2 separate regions of the Triticum aestivum genome follow, and region 1 is linked to region 2. Evidence: chromatin contacts called from public Hi-C data. All regions are on one chromosome and are shown on one strand. The core of a region is the stretch at or near the end of the contact, and the rest is flanking DNA. Distances in the headings are between cores, read along the strand shown.

Region 1 (5,064 bases), core at 2,190-4,689, 260 kb after region 2:
CCCCACCCCACCCCACCCACCCCTCACCATAACCACCACACGCAAATCTTCTTTGTGACATTTTTTTTTTACTTTCAGGATTACCTGAACCGACACAAGGGTTTAATACTTACATGCAATGGCCTTGGTGTAAGGTACTCTGTGTGGTGAGCTTTCTCCGGGTTACAAGAGTCTGCGTCTATGTGCGGTCGTGGCTGATGTGTGTAGTTGTAAAATCCCACCTAGTTCACAAAGTTTAGCACAGTACTACCATCTGGTGGGGGCTTAGCGTTTCATCCTACAACAGACATGATTTATATTTGTTGACTGTCTGTTGTAGGTTGCAGGAGGCATAGATGCCCTATGTCGCACATTTGCTCCTGAAACACTGTTCCCATCCTATGAAATGAAAGCATCTGTGTTCATGAATGCCTTGCCATTTTACTCATAGCATTGAGTGTGGCTGGATGCCAGAAAATGCTTACTGTTTACCGCTGTGTTCTTTACTCCCTGAACTTCTTCCCTTACAAGGGAAAAATAGATATGGTTATTAGTCCTGGCATTAGTATTTTCCTTTTCACTTACTCCCTCTGTAAACAAATATAAGGTATTTTAGGTTACTAGTGATCTAAAACGTCTTATATTTGTTTATAGAGTGAGAGCATCTTATAGGAGTGACAATTGGTCGCCAAGTAACTTCCGAAGTATCTTTTGCTTGGAGAAATGCTCAGTGAAATGAATCAGTTTTCTCTTACCTAATACTCCGTCCGTTCCTAAATATAAGTCTTTGGAGAGATTTCACTGTGGAGTACATACGGAGCAAAATGAGTGAATCTACACTTAAAATGCATCTATATACATCCGTATGTGGTTCATAATGAAATCTCTACAAAGACTTGTATTTAGGAACGGAGGGAGTAATACATTGGTGCTTATTATTCTGAAGCTCGAGTGCTTGATTGGGCACCAATGCTCAAGAAGTGGTTATATTTAACCTGTACTGTTGTACATAAGCACATCTTAAGAGTATGAATGCATGTGATAAATTATCTAAGCACCAAAGATGAGGGGGCTCGCATTGGAGCAGATAAAGTTTACAAGGGGGTTGATGATGTGGCTATATTCTCTCGCCTGAAGCACTCACATGTAGACACGTAGTGTATAGGCCCTCCAGCCCCAGAAATCAATTTTTTTTTTAAACAGCCCCAGAAATCACCCTCAAACTTTGTCAGCCCGCCTCATTTTCAGCTCAGAATTTTGCCAACAAATTTGGAGGGTTAACATTGTAAATCGTTGGGAGTGACTTTAAATCTTGCCAAGAAGAATTAGAAGAAACGGGTGAAAAGGTTACTGGAAATAATCCATCCAACATTTTAACATTTTGGCGCTTCTAGTCAGGATTATGAACGCTGGGTCGAGTAAACGCAACCAGGAAGACTCGAGCAAGCACACTAGTAAACAGATCTCCCATTGCAGTTGATGAGAGGGAACAGCTTACAACACAACTTGTTTCTTTCTTCCAGCAATAGTTGAAAAAAGAAGACGGCCTAAAATAATAAGCTGGCTGTGAAGCCTAAACGTATGCTAACGCATCACTCTCCCCCTGCTCAAATGATATTGTTTTTCAGATCTTCAAATTTCGCAAACAGTTCGTCTCTGCTTTCCTGCGCATAGTGAAAGCCGATCATTAAGCGCGCACACCGGGCATGGCTGACACTGGTTCTGTGATGATATAATTGGGAACATACCTTAAAGAGGAGGTACCGTGTGATGAACCAGACTGAGTAGCCAGTTCCTACGATTTCCAGCACGTTTGGAAGCTGCAACAGGTAATTCGCACGGTTTATCATACGTGGAGCAGTAAGTTTTTGAGTACACACAGATCTATCCCGCGATGGCATAACCACGTACCAGGGGAACGGAATCAATTGCAGAAATGATTTTAGATAGGACCAACAGAGCAATCAAAGCACCGCCTCCGAGGATGACAGAAGTGGGCGTCACTTGGATGTCCAACTGAAATGAGCAAGCCCAAAGTAAGTGCGACTGTGTGAGCAACAAATAGCAATCAGCTGGTTCCAAGACTGCAAAGTGTATTCAAGAACAATCAAAGGCACATAGTATTCTTATTAAGTTCAACCTGGAAAGTAGAAAATTGAGGTTAATGTGATGCATATACTCTCTTCTGAGTTGAGACGAACAGAAACAACGAATGCACAGTATGTTGACACTTTGATACGTCACACTACATTCTAGCTGCATTTCACCAACAGAATTAAGTTATCTTGCGTGGCATCTGATTAGTACAGTGCAACTTCATAACGGTTTGTGCAAATGGAGGTCGGTGTATCTTGGAGTAGATCATAGCTGCCCTGCTTAGGGCATCTCACATCGCATTTGCAAGTCGGCGGCAGAGTCATTTTTGCACATCCATGCTGTACTTTTTTGGTCTTGTTTCTTTTGAACAGCCACACCGAGATCTACCGTAAGCTTGAACAGCCATTTTGTCATAAGAGTCAGGAAAATTAATTGCATTTTCTACTGCTCGACTTTGCATTTTTCAGTGGTTGGTTCGGCATTTTAATTTTATACTCTATCGACTCTTTCATATCACTGCTATTGTCATTTGTAATGACTCAATGAGGCGGTCCAGTTACCGTTACTACACTAGTAATATGTCGTATGAGCCATCCCATAGGAAGTGCGTAAATGTTTATCCTGCTCAAAAGCATCATTATTTCCTGCATCAGTGGCCACACTAACACTATCTCAGTTTGATGCAAGAAGACGCTGTTTCAGTTTGATGCAACCCCAAAAGCATTAGGTGGTCGATTTTGAATTCTGTAAGTGTCCATCTTTGCAAACGTAGGAGTGGGGAGGATCTCAGGATTTCCACCCAATTTGGGCTGGCTACCTTATACGGAGTAGTATTCTGTAAAAAGAAACAGATAGAAAAGCAAAGCAGCAAAGGAGGAGGAGTAAACCTTGCCCAGTATGTCGTCCACGCCGCCGTCCTCCTCGGGCGACGACACCGGCGCATCTTCCACCATCACCTCCACAAATCCACCGGAGACCTCCCCGCTCTTCTCCTCCGCAGCCGGCGCGTCGGGCTTGTCCGTGACGACGGTGGTGGCGGTCGCGGACCCCGACGCCGACGCAGGCTCCTCGGACGGCACCGGGTCGGGCCTGGTCGGCGCGGCGGAGCGGCAGCGCCAGCCTCGTCGGCCCGGGGCGCGGAAGGCCACGGAGCGGGTGAGCGGCCGGCGGTGGACGCGGGCGGAGGATAAGGGAGCCGAGGCCGCGGTGGTGGAGACGAGGACCTCCATTTTTTCCTCTCCCTCTCCTGCTGCCTTTACTTTTCTGTGGAGGCGGACAGGCTGGCTGGGGTTTGAGGTTTTGGTGAGCTCGCGGGGAGGATGAGGGGTGGTGGGCTGGCTGCCTCGCTGACGCACAGCTGTGTGCTCCACACTGACGCAGTGTGTAGTGCAGTACCAGTGCCGGTGGTGGTTTGTCTTTGCCGTTGGGAACACAACAGGAGTCGCTTTTCTCGGCCCCGCGCCCGTGCTTCTCGTTGCGCTCTTTGGCTTTGGCCGGATCTCCTTTTCTCCGTTTTTGCTTTTGGGAATTAATGATGGTTTTGGGATCTGTATAAATCAGCGTACGGTTCCAGCGGCCTCTGGAATGTACCGGAATTCATTGTGCTAGAAAACAATGGCATGAATAGTGGTTGTGCTGGTACAGGTGGAGCGCCCTGGTTTCTCCGTTCCTCTGTTTTGAAAATGACTTGTCTGGCTTTAATTCTAAAATGACTTGCCTGGCTTTAATTTAATTCTGCGCCACGCGGCCTAATGCAAAATTGACATCCTATATAGGCTGTGTCATTTAAGTTGAATGGGAGGTAACATCTTGTGCACTTGACTTGCGCCGACGCATGTACCTCGTTGGGCAATATGAAATTCATGTCATTGGCAGGCCTGACTGCCAACATTAAAGAAAAAAAATCATGTCCCTTGGGGCAACTCTAGGAGATTCATAAATATGGGTGATCGCCATACATGACTACCAAACAATATGCACAACATGATCTCTGACCTGTATTTACTCGCCCAACTAAGCCATAGATGCAAAGACTTCAAAGTGCAACCTATCAAACACACCCTTAAACTTAGTCTTACCAGTGGCTGCATCAACATTGATCTTAACCCGACCTCAGGGCGGACGTATCCCATTAGTAGTGGGCGCACTCTCTGTACCAGCCATATTCGTCTACTGTAGAACATCTAGCTCTGCCATACAGCTTTCAACAAAACCCTTCATCGAGAGACGGCTTTGGGATATAATATTTTCTTAAATAGCTTTCTTTTGAGCATGCCAAATCGCCCAAAGGGTGACTAATGCCTCCATTAACTCACAGTGGGGCAGTTTGTCAATTAGAGAGAATATCCAATCCCTCGCTTTGATTTCCTGGGTCAGCACCACCTGTTCTGCTACCTCTTTTGTAGCCAATGCCCAAATGCACTTGGGCATAGTACATTCCACCACAGAATGCCTCCATAATCTGGTATATACTCCCTCCGTTCCTAAATATAAGTCGTATAAGTCTTTGCAGAGATTCCACTATGGACTACATACAGAGCAAAATGAGCGAATCTACACTCTAAAATGCATCTATACACATCCGTATATAGTCCATAGTGAAATCTCTACAAAGACTTATATTTAGGAACGGAGGGAGTAGTACACAAGGCAGCGGACATCCTGCTTCCAACTCCTTAGACAACAAACTAGCTGACCTGCGCGCCGTTGATAACAAACTACTTGGCCCGCGGGCCCTTGATCTGAACTCAAATTGAAGTGTTGCTGACGTTGCCGGTAGATGTCGATCCTGACCAACTTACTGAATTCTAGTCTAACATTTAAAACCAAGTTTAAGGAGTGCTGAAATTTATAAATTTGCATTTATTGATTCAAGAAAAAATCATTCCCTTCCTCGTTTGCATAAAAAGAAGCTTTGAAAAGCACCAAATCATGACATTGCACAGAGCGGTCTTTTCTACTTTTTGTTGCTACAATGCAAAACAAAGT
Region 2 (5,052 bases), core at 525-3,024:
AATTTTTCTTGCATTTTCCAAAGGAGAGTGAATATCCAGATCACAATTGTAAAGCAAAATCGAGTTTCTCCTAATAATTGAGGGGGAAAAAGATTGGCCAGATCATTATCCAAGTGGACTAAATGCAGAAGCATGTCATCCTTAAGCAGATACCAACAAACAGCTTGTGTATCTTAACAGTAGTATCTGGAGAAGGTTTGTTCTATGAGCAGAATATTTGTTGCAATATCGCTATGTCGAGCAATTACAATGCATTGCCTAGTGCAAGTGCAAAGATTATCTATTCGGCCATATTATTGTACCAAGTAGGAATGATTGTGAAATCAGAAAAAATGTCAGAACTTTCATATGCAGCCGAGGAGTGGAACTAGTGCCATTCACGCATTTGATATGGCAGAGGATGAAGCAGGACTAAAGAAAATGAGAACAGTTCATCAATTAGCACAGAGAACTAACCATTTTAGGAGAAGATTTGACATCGACCCGAGCAGGGACATGAGCAGAGTAGTGTTCCGGCTGGTAAGCTCTCGAGTTTGAAGGCTGAGCTGCCGTACGAGCCGCCTTAGGAACCGCATTGTTCGCTTCTCTCCGGACTGGCCCGGTATGCGAGTAGTCAGATGCGTACCCACCCTTGGAGGCCACGCCATTGTTCCGCCCCGACACCTGGCTCGAGAACTCGGAGCTGCCCGCAGAGTCCGAGTACTCCTCCTCCTCGACGTACGCAGCAGCAGCGCGCGCCTCTGGCCGCCGCGCCTGCTGCGGCTTCCCCCTTGGAAGCGCCGTGTCCCTCGACGAGCTCAGATCCGAGTAGCCGTCGCTGGAGTAGTAGTTCTGCTGCCCGGGCACGTTGGCGTACCGGTACAGGGGCACGGCGGTGCGGCGTGGGGCGTCGTCGCGGTGGCGGGGCGAGGAGTCGACGGAGTACCTGCCGCCGCTGCAGACCTCGACCTCCTCGGCGTCGGAGGACTCGTCCATGTCGGAGGCCGTGGAGGCGCTCCCGTCGTCGGTGGGGCGCAGCGGCACGGACGCGCGCGGCAGGTGGCCGCTCCTGTACTTCTCCGGCGGCGGCATGCCGAGGCCGAGGCCGCCCGCGCCGCGCGCGGCCCGGAGCGCGTCCATGCGGCCGTGGCTGTGCAGCGCCCCCGCCCCCGCGCCCGCGCCCTGGCCCTGCAGCATTCGCACCAACCAACCAGCACTGGTCAGAGACGGGAGCAGCGGCAGCTCCGGAACGACAACGGACTCACTCAACCCCAGCTAGGGTTCAGTTGAGCCGAGGAAAACCGCCGCGGCGGCGAGGACGAGGAGACCAGGGAGAGCACTCACCTCGCGCACCCACTTGAGCGCGTCCCGATCCAGCCCCTCCGTGAACATCATCGCCGGCATGCAAATCCCCGGCCGCCCTGCCGCACGCACCGCCAACAAATCCGCGCACCGAATCAGCAAAACTCCCACCCAAATGCCGCGCCCGTGAATCGCGGCGAACGAGGGGAAAAAAAAACCTCCCCGAAATGCCGCCTCGAGCACGCGGATCCGGGAGCCGAAACGAAAACCGCCCGCAGCTTACCCGGTACGCCACCAAATCGTCGGCGCGGGCTCGGCGGCGGCCGCTCCTCCCTCCTGCCCCGCCCGGGGTTTGAATTCGCTGGGAGGCAACAGCTTCGAATTCCTGCTGCGAGAGTGCGAGAGGAGGGCGACAGCGATGGGAGCGTGGAGAAGCAGCGCCGAGTGGTGGTGGGGGAGAAAAGAAAGGTCTGGGAGGAGAAGGGGGAGCAAAGCAAAGGGACAAAGAGGAGTTTATTTATTTATTTAGTGGCGAGGGAGAAAAAAACCACTGCTGCTGCTCCCGTAGTGGTTTTTAATTTCGAATTAATAACGTGACGGAGACGACGGCGGCGGACTTTGCAGTTAAGCCCCTGCCCGTTTTTGGAAAGTCATAGAGGCAGGTGATATGATCTTCGCACGCACGCACGCGCCCCGCCACGGAACTGTATCCGCGCACACATGGAAACCATCTACTTCGCGGGGTTGGAACGGATCACACTATCCTCACGTATCTCCTCTTCGATCTCTCGCGAGTATCTTTTCCGTCACGGTAATGGAGATGCGTACAGCTTCCTACGTGGAGGTATGCGTGATTTGGGGGAATGGAGGGGGTTATCGGCGAAAATGGGGAGGAAATCATCTCGTCTTCCGTTTCTTGGAGTAGCAGGAGAGGACGGGCGCGTGCGTCAGCCCCAACGGGCGGGCGCGGGCGCCGCGGCGGCCGGCGTTGACGGCGTCAGCCGGGGGCTCCGCCCCCCTCACTCGTAACGGTCGAACGACGTGGGGTTGATGGTGGGAAGTGGGCGAGCGCGACGACGACCGGGTAGACCGGGCGTGGCGCGGTGCTGCTGCGGAGTGAAGTGGACCCGTGTGAACGCGCCCGCACTCCCCACAAACACCGCTCCCACCAGGGGGAAACTGCGCCGTCCATTCCTACTCGATGGAATCTGGGACGTTGGTTCTCGTGTTGGGGGCTTGGGCGGCGCGTGGGTGGGGTCGGGTGGGGCACATGAGCGCGGGGCCCGCGTGCCGCGCCTCTTTTTCGAACGGCGTGGTCCGAGGGTGCATGGGAATTTCCTGGTACTACACGTCGTGGACGGACGGACGGGTTTGCCCTCGGCCCTTCGGAGAAATTTCGGCGGTGCGACGAAGGAATTGCCACTGATGGAGTGACACACAGTGACACGCTACGAGCTTTCGGCGATTCCCTTTTTAAGGCGACTGTGACGGGCGTACGGGTGGGGACGGGGTGATGAGCCACAGGGGAGCATGTGGCCAAACCGCCAAAGTGGCCATCACGCCCCGCTCCAGCTATTTGGCATTTTGCATTTTCCTTTAAACTGCTGGTAATTAAAATAAACTACACTCTAGACTCTCTTATCTATATATATCCATGTTAGCCGCACCCCGAAATTTATCCATTAGCTGCACTCCCAAGTACTAGTACGAAAATTCGAATTTCCTTCGTGTTCCCGGGTTGGTTCGCACGTCGCCGTCACAAATTATTTGTGTACAGCGGCACATGTAGGCATTACTAGGTGTCCGTCTTCCCATCATCATCCAGGGCATTCCGCAGTCACGCGCGATGGCGCTGCCAAGCTTTTTCCCTTGACCCTTGAGGAAAAAGGGAGCAGTCCGGTCGGTCGGGTCGGGTGAGACGAGACGAGAGAAATGCCGCAGGATTTGGTGGGCGACCGCTCGCCGCGCCATGCACCCGACCTCTGTCGACCTGAACTCACATGGAACGTGCTGCGAGCGCGAGCTGGACCCATGGAAAGGTTGCGTCCGTCCGGGTAATCTACTTACTACACATAACCGCCGCTTAATTTGCACGTTAATTTCATCATTAGTATTCTGACACTCGCTTGACCTGCCGGTCCAAGCTTGCGTGGAATTTCCTGCCCAGCTCGCATCGTCGTTTACCGCGCGGTGTGAACATGGCACGTGGAGCGGAAGCATCTTCCTCGCGAGATCCTACTGCTTGCTTCGGCGGTAAGGAATGTCAGTCAGGGCCGGGGCGGCCGGAGGTTCCAGCAGCATTGCCGTTTCTGGTTTTCTTTTAACAGCAAGTGGGCCGGGACGCAGTGCAGAACTGCATATGCGACGAGGGGCAGAGGTCCATGTAACATGGGACCTGAGCCTGGAGGCTGAGACCCGACGCGGCAATTTTCCTGGAGCTGCAGGATTTCCTGAAAAGAGTTTTGGCAGCAACTAGTTAACGAGCCTCGCAACGATCAGCGCCACTTGGCGTGCTCTCAGCCATTCGTCACGTGTCGCGCTCTGGATGCTCTCTTCGGATTTTGTTTTTTTTATTTTTCCGCACGCGCTTTCGGCTTTTTAAACGGTTTTTTTCGGGTTTTTCGACGTTTTAGTTTTCCTCCGGTCTTTCTTAGTTTTTCGATCAAAAAAATTCACAAAAAACACGTTTTTTTTCTTTTCGCGAAAGTCACGGTTTTTCTTCCGCGAGAGGCACGGTTGTGCTTTAGCGAGAGTCACGGCCGTGCCTTTCGGAAACGAAAAAAACGTGTTTTCTGTTTTTTTTCTTTCGCGAGAGTCACGGCCGTGCCTCTCGGAAAGGGAAAAACAAAACGCGTTTTCTGTTTTTTTTTCTTTCGAGAGTCACGGTTTTGCTTCCGCGAAAGTCACGGTCGTGCCTCTAGAAAAGGGAAAAAAATACGCGTTTTCTGTTTTTTTCTTTCGCGAGAGTCACGGTCGTGCCTCTCGGAAACGGAAAAAAATGTGTTTTCTGTTTTTTTCCTTCCACGAGTGTCACGGTTTTGCTTCCACAAGAGGCACGGTTGTGATTTCGCGAGAGGCACAGGCGTGCCTCTTTCGGAAAGGAAAAAAACATGCTCCCGGTTCGGTTTTTTCGCCCGGTTTTTTTCGTGAAAAAAAAGTTCTTCAAAACCTATCAACATGGGATCTAGTTTTGAAGATCTCGACGCGAGGAATTCAATGATGAAAACGGTTCAAGATTTGGACGCACGGTTTAAGAGATAAAATGTTTTGAATAAACGAATTTACGAAAAAGGGGAAACTACTAGGTTGCGACGCGCGCTGCATGTGCGCCACTTGTCGCAACCTGGGAAAGTGGAATGTTCTTTGCAACGAGTACTCTTTAATTAGTGATTTCGAAGAGGTTTTGCTACATCGACATAAAAGGTCTTATGAAACTTAAGTAAAAGCTTATGTGGCCTGATTTGGTTAGATGTAAAAACGGCTCAGGCCCACCCCATGAAAATCGGAGAGGGCTGATTAGTTTATACTCCTTTCGTTTCTAAATATAAGACCTTTTAGAGATTCTACTATGGACTATATACGGATGTATATAGACATACTTTAGAGTGTAGATTCACTCATTTTGCTCTATATGTAGCTTATAGTGAAATCTCTAAAAGGTCTTATATTTAGGAACGAAAGCAGTAGAAAGGAAGATTACGTAACATTAAGTAAGAGCCTACGTACGTAGGTGTAGCATTGACAAATGGGAGTGGATGGACTACGCGTCCC

What was found. A called contact is a pair of places that touch in the nucleus more often than the background predicts.
Region 1: a contact with region 2 is called in a Hi-C map of leaf, with 3 times the contacts expected there. The contact joins the promoter of LOC123145561 here to the promoter of LOC123145559 in region 2. A contact is called at or near these places in 4 of 5 Hi-C or Micro-C datasets (leaf and an unstated tissue) and 1 of 1 datasets of contacts at active chromatin or transcription factors (leaf).

What each region holds. Positions count from the first base shown.
Region 1 is chr6D:425,916,257-425,921,320 of IWGSC CS RefSeq v2.1, forward strand. It overlaps LOC123145561 (protein CURVATURE THYLAKOID 1D, chloroplastic), which reads right to left and starts at 3,440. Exons shown (of 4, transcript XM_044564995.1): 1 at 2,964-3,440; 2 at 1,891-1,995; 3 at 1,728-1,799; 4 at 1,418-1,643. The coding sequence starts at 3,305. The coding sequence ends at 1,587. It overlaps LOC123145562 (dnaJ homolog subfamily B member 3), which reads left to right. Exons shown (of 5, transcript XM_044564996.1): 5 at 79-408. The coding sequence ends at 150. It overlaps LOC123145560 (multiple organellar RNA editing factor 3, mitochondrial), which reads right to left. Exons shown (of 4, transcript XM_044564994.1): 4 at 4,924-5,064.
Region 2 is chr6D:425,653,844-425,658,895 of IWGSC CS RefSeq v2.1, forward strand. It overlaps LOC123145559, which reads right to left and starts at 1,775. Exons shown (of 23, transcript XM_044564991.1): 1 at 1,565-1,775; 2 at 1,324-1,400; 3 at 457-1,167. The coding sequence starts at 1,383.